Linked DNA regions of Sus scrofa: region 2 is linked to region 1. Evidence: chromatin contacts called from public promoter capture Hi-C data. All regions are on one chromosome and are shown on one strand. Each heading gives the region's core, a stretch centred on a gene start, on an enhancer-like site or on the middle of the called end of the contact. The rest is flanking DNA. Distances are from core to core; before and after follow the strand shown. Region 1 holds the start of RPS6KA1 (ribosomal protein S6 kinase A1). Region 2 holds the start of LOC110261122 (ankyrin repeat domain-containing protein 34A-like).

Evidence for each region. Promoter capture Hi-C pulls out the DNA fragments that hold promoters and counts their contacts.
Region 2: a contact with region 1 is called in a promoter capture Hi-C map of fetal liver, with 4 times the contacts expected there. The contact joins the promoter of LOC110261122 here to the promoter of RPS6KA1 in region 1. A contact is called at or near these places in 1 of 5 promoter capture datasets (fetal liver) and 1 of 2 datasets of contacts at active chromatin or transcription factors (alveolar macrophages).

The regions. Positions count from the first base shown.
Region 1 is chr6:83,903,292-83,907,981 of Sscrofa11.1, forward strand. It overlaps RPS6KA1 (ribosomal protein S6 kinase A1), which reads left to right and starts at 1,833. Exons shown (of 22, transcript NM_001243214.1): 1 at 1,833-2,019. The coding sequence starts at 1,957.
Region 2 is chr6:84,800,268-84,804,957 of Sscrofa11.1, forward strand. It overlaps LOC110261122 (ankyrin repeat domain-containing protein 34A-like), which reads right to left and starts at 2,240. Exons shown (of 4, transcript XM_021095643.1): 1 at 2,205-2,240; 2 at 1,427-1,524. The coding sequence starts at 2,220.

The sequences.
Region 1 (4,690 bases), core at 583-3,082:
ACAATAATTTTTTGCCTAAATGTGCCCAAATATTACAATGCTAGCCCTGAGCAGAGGGGTTGGGGCATCGCAAACTGGCTCTAGGCAACTGAACGAGGTTATCCTAAAGCTAATGTTAATAACAGCTGCCAACTCTGGCCCAGGCTGCCTCTGGTTTAGCCCTCATCAGGGAGGTAATAGAGTGAACAAGAGAATGAACTCTGGGCCCGGTCTGCCAGGACTGTCTTTCAGCTCTGCCATTTTCCAGTTGTGCGACCTTGGGGGGACCCAGAAAATGAGATGCTTAACTCTCTCTACTCATTTCCTCATCTGTACACTGGAGATAGTAGTAGTACCTACCTCATAAGGTGGTTGTGAAGATTGAGTTGCAGGTAAAGTGCTTAGAACATCCTGGTCCACAGTAAGTACTATGTTAATGTTAGCTATAATTATTTATCTAATCACACTAGACTGAATGTAAACTCCATGAGAAGAGGGACTTTCTTTTGTTCATTGCTATATCCACAGCATCTATTTTTTATTTTTATTTTTGTCTTTTCTAGGGCCGCACCCACGGCATATGGAGGTTCCCAGGCTAGGGGCCTAATCGGAGCTGTAGCCACCAGCCTAAGCCAGAACCACAGCAACGTGGGGTCTGAGCCGTGTCTGCAAGCTACACCACAGCTCATGGCAACGTGGGATCCTTAACCCACTGAGCAAGGCCAGGATTGAACCCACAACATCATGGTTCCTTGTCGGTTTTGTTAACCACTGTGCCACCATGGGAACTCCATGGGAGCATCTTAATTTAGGAGAAATTCTCAAGCACTTTGATTTTTAAAAATCCTAATCTGTTCCCACCTGCTGCGTGACCCTGGGTAACTCATACCTTTCGGAGACTGTTTTATGATGTGTAAACTAGGTGGTGGTGAGGATCCAAGGAAATCACACATTGGTGAAACCTGGTTGAAAGAAGGCTTCTGTGAAACAGTCCTGCTTTAGAACAGCTTTTGTAAATGGCCATTCTTCCTCGCCCATGAAAAAAAACAAGCCCATCTCTCCAAGCCCCCACGTGTGAATAAATCTCAGCAAGCCTGGACCCCTAGCACCTCTTTCGGTGGAGGCTGAATCTCTCCAGGGAGACTCTCTCTCCCGGCCTTTTACTCCAAGGGCAGTCCAGTGTCAGTCAATCCTGGGAGCATGGTACCCACTCTCCTTAGAGGAGGCACAAGCCCAAATCAGCCAGAAGCTGGTCCTGCTTCTGGAGAAATTCTGTGTATTAAGACATCACTCTGGGTTCTGATGATGGGGAAACCTTACCTGGGGTTGGGGCGCTGGGATCCCCAGGGGATCTCAGTGTCGGCTTCCGTAAGGGGGATTGTCCTAGGGCCTCCTAATGAGGGCAGTAGGGCCCAGGCTCCTTTCCAGCCTCCGCCTGGGTCAGGGCCAGGTCATTTAGTGTGTCTGTGTGTGGGGGGAGGGGTTGGGAGGAGACGGGAACAGGGCAAACAGGGCGGCTGGAGGGAAAAGGAGCAATTCAAAACGAGCTGAGTCGAGGAGATTGGTGGCCCTGGAGAGGTCAGCGCGGAGGAAACCAGGTCTGAGAGGGAGAAGTCAAGCGGACCTCTCCCGGGCGGAGCAGAAGACCGACCCCGGGCTGGCGGTGGAGGCGGGGCCAGCACTCCCCTAGCAGAGGGGGCGGGGGGTCTGCGCTGGGAATGCCGCGCCGCGGGGGCTGGGGCGTGGCTTTACTGGCTCCGCCCCCGCGCAGGTAGCCAATGGGCGCGGCGGCGCCGGGTGACGGAGGGAGCCGAAGTGCGAGTGCCGCGGCGGCGGCTGTGGTGGACGGCCCAGCCTGAGTGCCGGGGTCTCTGCTGGGGCGAGGGGGCACGAGGGCTCAGAGCCGGGGACCCTGGTACCCGAGAGGCGGCGCAGCCGGCGCCGCCGGTGGAGCTCCGGCGGCCTGGCGGCGGCGCGATGCCTCTCGCTCAGCTCAAGGAGCCCTGGCCGCTCATGGAGCTGGTGCCGCTGGACCCGGAGGTGAGTGAGCTGGGCGGGAGAAGGGCGCTGGCGGCCGGCGAGCCCGGGTCCCTACAGGGGCGGGGCGGCCCGCGGCGCCGCCGGAGCCTGGCGGGCGCCTGCGAGGACGCGAGTGCCCTCCGATCTCTTGGCCCCTCTCCGGCTCCACCCCCTTATGTCCTGGGTGTGTGTGAGCGAGGGACAGTTCCGCCAAGTGCCGAGAAATCCCTTAGCGTGGAGAGGGGATCCCGCGGTGCGCTGAGATCTGGCCTCCCCTTACCTCTCCCTACACCTAGGACCTGTACCGGGAGGTGTGGGAGTTTCCTTCATTAGCCCAGGCGGCCAGCTCCGGGCTGCCAGATGTCTCGGATTCTACAAGAGACAAGGGTCGTAGGACCCCCCACTTCTCCTTGACATCGCGCATCGCCCTACCGGAAGATCTCCCAGCTTTTCCGCTGCTGACCCTAGAAGGATTGCCCCTTTGACCCTGGCAGTTGTGGAATTTGGGGTGACACGGCCCGTCTGGGGCAGAAACTCTTGGTTTTCTTTGCCCCAGGCTAGGGTCAGAGAACACCTGTGTCCCCTGCCCCGGGCTGTAGAGAAGAGAATGGGGAAAAGCCCTTAGTCCTTGTGACGACTATTCCTGGAGAGGGGGAGGACCTTGGTGGCTGCCGCTGCTTCTTGTCCCCCCCCCCCCAATAAGAAGGGTTGGGCCCCTGAGGAGTTTGGCCTCTGCCTGCCTAGCCTCTTCCAGAAGCAACTCCTTCCTGCCCTCTGAGGATTCTGAGATGATAGGCTCCAAACTTGCAAAAGGCCAGCTCTTCCTGTGCTCTTTGACCTCCAGGGTCAAGGTCAAGCCCCTGAACCAGCAGGTGGAGAAAACTTTCTCCTCAGCCTCATTCTGGGAAGTAGGTAGGTGATACTGCCTTTCCAGAGGAGATATGGGGATATGCGGAGGGGAGGGGGTATGGGGACCTCAGTGAGCCTGGGAGCCAAGGTGCTTTTCCCCTGGCTTCAGCTCATAGCCCCTGCTGAGTACACCTCCTTGGTACTTACCTGAGGCAACCACCAAGTGCCTTGCCTCTCAGGGCCACAGATTGAGATCAGAGTGAGGACCCCTGGTGTGCTGCCCCTTTAAAGGGATGGTCACTGCTGACACTGGCTATTGGAGGGTGGGCGCGGCAGGATTAGGTAACCAACCTGAAGGCCCAATTTGGAGTAAATTGCTCTGGGATCCCTGCCATAGGGTTTTTACAGGCCCTGCTCAGCTCAGAGGTTCTCTCGCTGACTCACCCTCTGAGGTGAGGAACACTGCCCTCTGCAGCCCCTATCCACACTGCACCAACCCCCGCCCCCCGACTGGGGCACAAGGGGCTGGGGGGGTTGCTCTGAGGTGGATTCCTTTGCCCTGGCACGCTCCTGCGACCTAGATCTCTCAGAGGAAGGTAGACTGGGAGAGGCCGGGGGGGACCTCAGCTGAGAACATACCGTGTGTTACACTAGCAGGGGAGGCGGACACTCAGGAGCTCAATTCCCAGTCCAGGGCACTACTTCCTGCTTCCCTTTGGGGAATCCTGAGGCAGGGGCCAGGTTTAAACAGGAAACTCAACTCAGTTTTAGCACTACTGCACCCAAACTCTGAGAGGGAAAAACTGGCTTATTTCCTAGGGTTGGAGGGGCTGTGTTTTCTCCAGGAGCTTCTTGGCACTACCTTGGGAATGCTGTGCGACCCTCAGTCAGTCCTTAGCCTCTCTGGGCCACTATTGCTCCAGTGGCCAAGGCTGGGTTCTGGTCTCTACTTTCTGGCTCTGAGAGGGTGCAGAGCCCTGGGTTCTGCTGCCCATTCTCCTCCTCCCCACTCCATGGAGGTGCCAGGTGACAGGGTGTTATTGTTTGGGTAACAGGAGCCATGGGGCAGCCAGGGCGCGGAGTGGGCTGTTCTCACTGGAGAACAGGGCCTCGCTGTTCTTAGCCCAGGTGACATGTAAGTGATATAGCAGCCTGACCTGCAGGTACAGGCGTTGCCGCTGGCTCCTGGCTGGGAAGGAGGCAGGCCAGGGGCTGGCGGGGGCATTTGGCAGAGGCCTGGGACACGGACCGCCCTGCCTTCCCCATGACGCTGCTGAAAATGGGCTGCTGGTGAGGCAGGGCCTTGTCCAGGGTGTGGCCCAGGTGGAGTAAACCCCCTGGAAGTGTGGGTGAGGATTCTGCCTGGTCCTTCGCTGGCCCTGCTGAAAGCCATAACCTTGGCCCCAGGCCCAGCCTCACTGTGTACAGAGCTGCACTATGTGCTACCCACCCCACTTCACCTATGTTACCTTATTCAAATAAAATCATTCTCCGAACAACTTTTCAAGGAAGGGATTATTACCCCCATTTTCACATGGAACAACCGAACTCAGAGAGGTGAACTGGGCTATGAATTAATGTCAGAGTCAGAATTGGAACCCAGGTCCCTCGCTGTCTTCTACCAAGTGGTGGGAGACTTTAAGGACAGGGGAGAACTGGGATCAAGCTGGCCCAGGTGGAAGGTACTCCAAGAGAGGCTCCGGATGTTGGCAGACTCTTCCTTCCAGGCTTTGCCGAGGGCTGGGGATGCCAGCCGGCCCTGGCATCCGGCCCCCAGCTTCCAGCAGCGTGCAGGGCTGCCAGTGCTGGGCTCTGAACCCAACTCCTGGGGCTGCTTCCTGCC
Region 2 (4,690 bases), core at 990-3,489, 900 kb after region 1:
CGGGAAACGCCTGCCCAGCCAGACAGGCACAGGCCCCCCAAGGGTCCCTCCGTGTGCTTAGGGACCAGGCTGCTGCAGCCCAGCCCTGCCTCCCAGGGTGACGCCTGGGCCCAAATTCAGCTGGCCCTGCCAGTCAGGCACTGGTGCAGAACCGAGGGCACCAGGCTCAGCCCCTCCCAACCCAGCCCCAGGGCCCCCACGCTAGGAGGGAGGGGGGACTCCCCACCCCTCCACATCTGGCCCTGGCCCCCAGGGTCTGCGGTAGAGAATTCCCGCCCCCGCTTCTCTCTCCCTCCTCCCTCTCGGTGCCCGCTGCCCGCCTCAGGGACAGCCCCAGCTCCCGCCTCCGGCCAGCAAGGCCCACATCCTTCCTCCCTCAGCTGGCCCCTTCGCCTGGCAGGAGACTGGGGGGGTCAGGCTGCTGGGGAACCCCTCCAGCTCCCACCAGCCCTCATCCCCAGCCCCCAAACTCTGGGTTGCTGTCCCTTTTCCTGTAGAACAGGAAACAAGGTTATTTCCTAGACTCAGAGCCAGCCCCCTGCCCCTCTGGCTCTGCCGGGGGACCAGGACCCAGCAGGGGAAGGCGCCCTTAGCCAGAAAGCAGAGGGATTCAGCAATTCACCCTCTGCTACCGGCCCAGGGGGCTGACAGCTGTCACTCAGCACCCCACCCCCTGGGGAAGAGGGGGCCGATTCAATCAGAGCCTCAGAGGAAACGCATTGATAGGCGATTATTTATTTATTTATGCAAAAGTGAGCCGACTTTGTTCGCCAGGTAACCGGGCACGCGGCCCAACCCCTCCAGCCCCGGCCGCCCCCAAATCCCTCCTCCACCCCACACCCCCTCCGGGTCATTAGGTCCCCGCCCCTCAACTCCCAGAGCACCAACGGAACCTTGGGATTTGGGGGTTGGAGGGGAGGTGCTCCTCCCTCCGCAGTCTCCCCCTTTCCCAGCGCGGTTCCTAAAATCCAGCCTTGTTCTCCGCTCCCACGGTCCCCCCTTCATTCCCCCCCCCGCCCCATTCTCAGCAAGCTGGAGAGCAAATTGCAGTTTTAAATCCAAAGACGGAGGGAGGGGGAGGAGGAGGGGGCGCGCGGCAGCGCTGGGCGCGCACCTCGCCCCCGAGCCGGGGGAGCCGCGGGGCGGCCAGGAAACCCGAGAACCCCCCCTCCCTGCCCCCCCTTCTCGTCCACCTCCCCCTCCCCCTTCCCGGCGCTGCCTGCCAGGCTTCGAGCCGAGCCCAGCCGAGCCGCGGGCCCCGGTGGAAACAAAGACCGATCGCACCGCGGGCACCGCAGCCACGGGGTCCGGCGGACCGGACCGGGGCACGCAGAGGGGGCGCGGGGCCCCCCCGGTGCGCTGCACAAAAGAGCCCGGCCGGACGGTCCCCAGCGGGGGTCTAGGGTGGGGAGGAGGCGCCACTCACCGGAGTGCTGGTCTGCCGGCTCCGTGGGTCCGAGCCAGGCGAAGGGCTTTGGGGGGCGTCTGTCTTCCGGCGGCGGCGGCGACGCGGGCGCCCGGCTGCTGGGGAGAGGAGTCGTGGAGGAGCCCTGAGCCGCCCGCCGTTGCTGACAGCATGGCTCGCGCCTCGGCTCACATTCTCCGCCGCTAACTCCGCTGGACACGGCCCCCCGCTCCCGCGGCGCCCCCCACCTCGATCACTCCTTCGCTCTCTCTGCGCCCCCCTCGCTCCCCCCACCGTGCACACACTCTCACAGCCCTGGACACCCCCGCCCCCACTCCCCCAATTGCAAACCTGGGAGGGAACGCGCCCCGCGTAGTCCTCCTCCTGCTCCTGCTCCTCTCCTCCGCCCTCCTCCCTCCCGCTCTCTCCGGCTGTCTGTCTGTCTGTCTGACTGTCTCTATCTCTCGCTCCCTCTGCCTTTCTCTGCTCTCAGAGCTGGGTGGGAAAAGGAAATGAGGACAGAAAGCAGACGCTGGCTTTGGGTGGTGGTAGCTGGATTCCCTCTCTCCCTCCCTCCCCCTCCTCCCCTCCCTCCTCCTGCCTTCTGCTCTCTCCGCTGCGAGCGGGGCTGAGCGCAGCCTGGCGGGTGGCTCGCTCTGCCCGCCCGCCCGCCCGCCTGTCTGTCTGTCTGGTCTGCCTCGCTCGCTCGCTCCCTCCCTCCGTCTCTCGCCCTCGCCCTGCCTGCCTGCCTCTCTCCGTCTCCGCCGCCGCCGCCGCTGCCTCTGCGAGCTCGCCTTACCTTCGCCGCTCACCATCCGGAACCCCAGGGGGGAGCGCGCGCGCGGCACGCCGGGACTTGTAGTCCCCGCCTCGGCCGCTCGGCGCGCGAGGCGGGCGGGGCGGCGCCCGCTGCTCCGACGGCGCGGCCGGGACCCCAGAGGGACACAGCGCCTGGGCCCCTCCCGCGGGGGCATGTTCTCTTTTACCAAGGGCTGCTGGTCTTCCTCAATGGTTGGGAACATTTCCCGCGTGCCTCGTCCCCCGCAGGGGCTCTGGCTCGAGCGGAGGTTGCGGGCGGCAGCGAAGGGGCGGGGTCTGCGAATAGAATGAGCGTAGAATGGGGAATCGAGGGATTAGCTAAAGGGCCTGCGACTTTCTGGGGCGTCCCAATTAAATGGGAGGGGAAGAAGAGAGAGGAGAGGGCCAGCTCCCTGAATTTGGGGGCGTTCTTCCTTTCTGAAAAGATTTCCTATTGAGTCAAGCGCAAAGGTTTATGGCGAGAGACCTGCTTCAGAAACCTCAAAGCCCACCAGCATCTCCTCCTCAGTGACATGAACTCAAGTTCTGAGCTCTGGGTTTAGCGCCGCCCACCAAAGCCCAGTCTTTCTGGCAGTCCAAGGGCGGCAAGGGCACAAAAGTCCTGGATGATCCACAGAACACACATACACACACCAATCCACAGAACACACACACACACACACACACACACACACACACGCATGCACACACACACGGGCTTTGCCTCCCTAAATTCGACTGAGTTTTTTCCTTGTGTCAGGAAACAAAATTCAGATTCAACAGTTCAGAGCTCCTGCTGTGCCCAGGGGGCTGGACTCAGCACTTTCACCTACCTCCTCTTCAGGTCACATCTGTTATCCAGCCCCTGGCTCCTGGCCCCCTGCCTGGCCTATCCCCACAGATGGGAATGTGCACTGCCAGGGCCTGGTTACCAAGGGGAAGTAGCTGGACAGCTCAGGAAGAACTGCTGCTGCCATTTATTGCACACGGCAGGGCCCTTGAGTCCTGCAAAGACCTGGCAAAATGGTACTGTTATCATTTCCATTTTAGAGATGAGGGCACTGAAGAAGTGGGAGAGCCCAGCCAGACCAGGGTGTGTTTGATTGCAAAGCCCACTGCTTACCCTCTGGGCCATGGCAGGGAGCTGTGACTCCCCAGGTCTCCATCTGACCTTCTCTCTCAGTGCCTGTGTGTCCTCCTTTGGCACCTCAATTCAACCAATGTTAACTGAGGTGTGCAAGGCTCACAGGGGACAAGGATATGAATAATGCATGGTCACTGTCCTGTCCTCAGTGTCTACCAACACCGGCCCTGACTGGTCCTGTGCTGGTCCCATTTCTGCACTACACACACTTCATCTGTGTGTCTGACAGTCCTTTGCCCAGTGTCTGCTGGCTGTTTCTGTCTTGCCCCATGTCTGAAGTTCCTTCAGCAGTGCCTTTGTCCTTGGCCCACCTGTTTCTGACTCTTCCTTTGGCCCTGCAGGGTGATGCGAGGTGATGGCCAGTGTGTGACAAAGGCAGGTGGTGTCATTGTGCCAACTGCAGCTCCCTGCCACCACCTTCCCTTCACCTCCACACCTCCCAAGCCCCTCCTCTAGGACAGTCTGAAACTCTCAGAGGACAAAAGAGAACCTGGGGGACATTTTCTATTGGCCTTTTGCAGGAACAAGGGGGGGGGCACAGCAGCAATGGGAATGGTCTAGGACTCTACATAGAACACCGATTGATCTGGCTTTATGGGCCTGGCATGGCCAGCAGCAGAGGCCCCCACTTAGGAGCTGCTTCTCCTTGCAGGCAAGCCCTGGGTTCAAAGATTTCTTCATTGAATGGGAACAATCGTGAGGTCAGATATTAATGAAAGCAGTGGTTAAAGTCATTAGAGGCCCTTCGCAGCTCTAAAGCCTAAGTCTGAAGTTATCACAAGTAGATGAGGCTTTGGCATCTTGCCCCAGCTGGTCCCCCACCGGTGAGGCTTTGATGTTGGGGAAGGCAGGCAAAGAAGCCCAGGTTCCCCTTTCTTTTACCCCCTTACCACATCCTTACCTATTAGGCTGTGCCCCAGGGCATGAAGGCCCCACCTAGGCCAAATCAAGTGTGGGGAGGGAATTGGGTGGGAATAAAGGCCGGCTTCCAGGTGCTAGGGAGCCCCAGGCAGAATGGGATGGAAGAGGAGTTTGGAAGAAGCACAGGAGGGGAGAGGTTAAATGATGAGGGGCAAGAGGGCAAGGTTAGTGGGGCCCAAGTCTTAGTGAGAGGGGAATAAAAGTTAGGGTGGGTTATCCAAGCTTACCCCCTCCCACCCCTCTCAGCTGCCCCCTCCCCAGAGAGGGTGGGTGCCCAAGGTGCTGGGCATAGCTGGAAATCAAGCATTACAGGGTTTCCCAGTCATTGGGGGGCCAGTCTTTCTCTTGGAGCCTCTTCAAATCGTGTTGGGTGGAGGGGTCTCCCCAGCCAAACGCAAGCGGAGTCATCCTGCGGGCGGCTG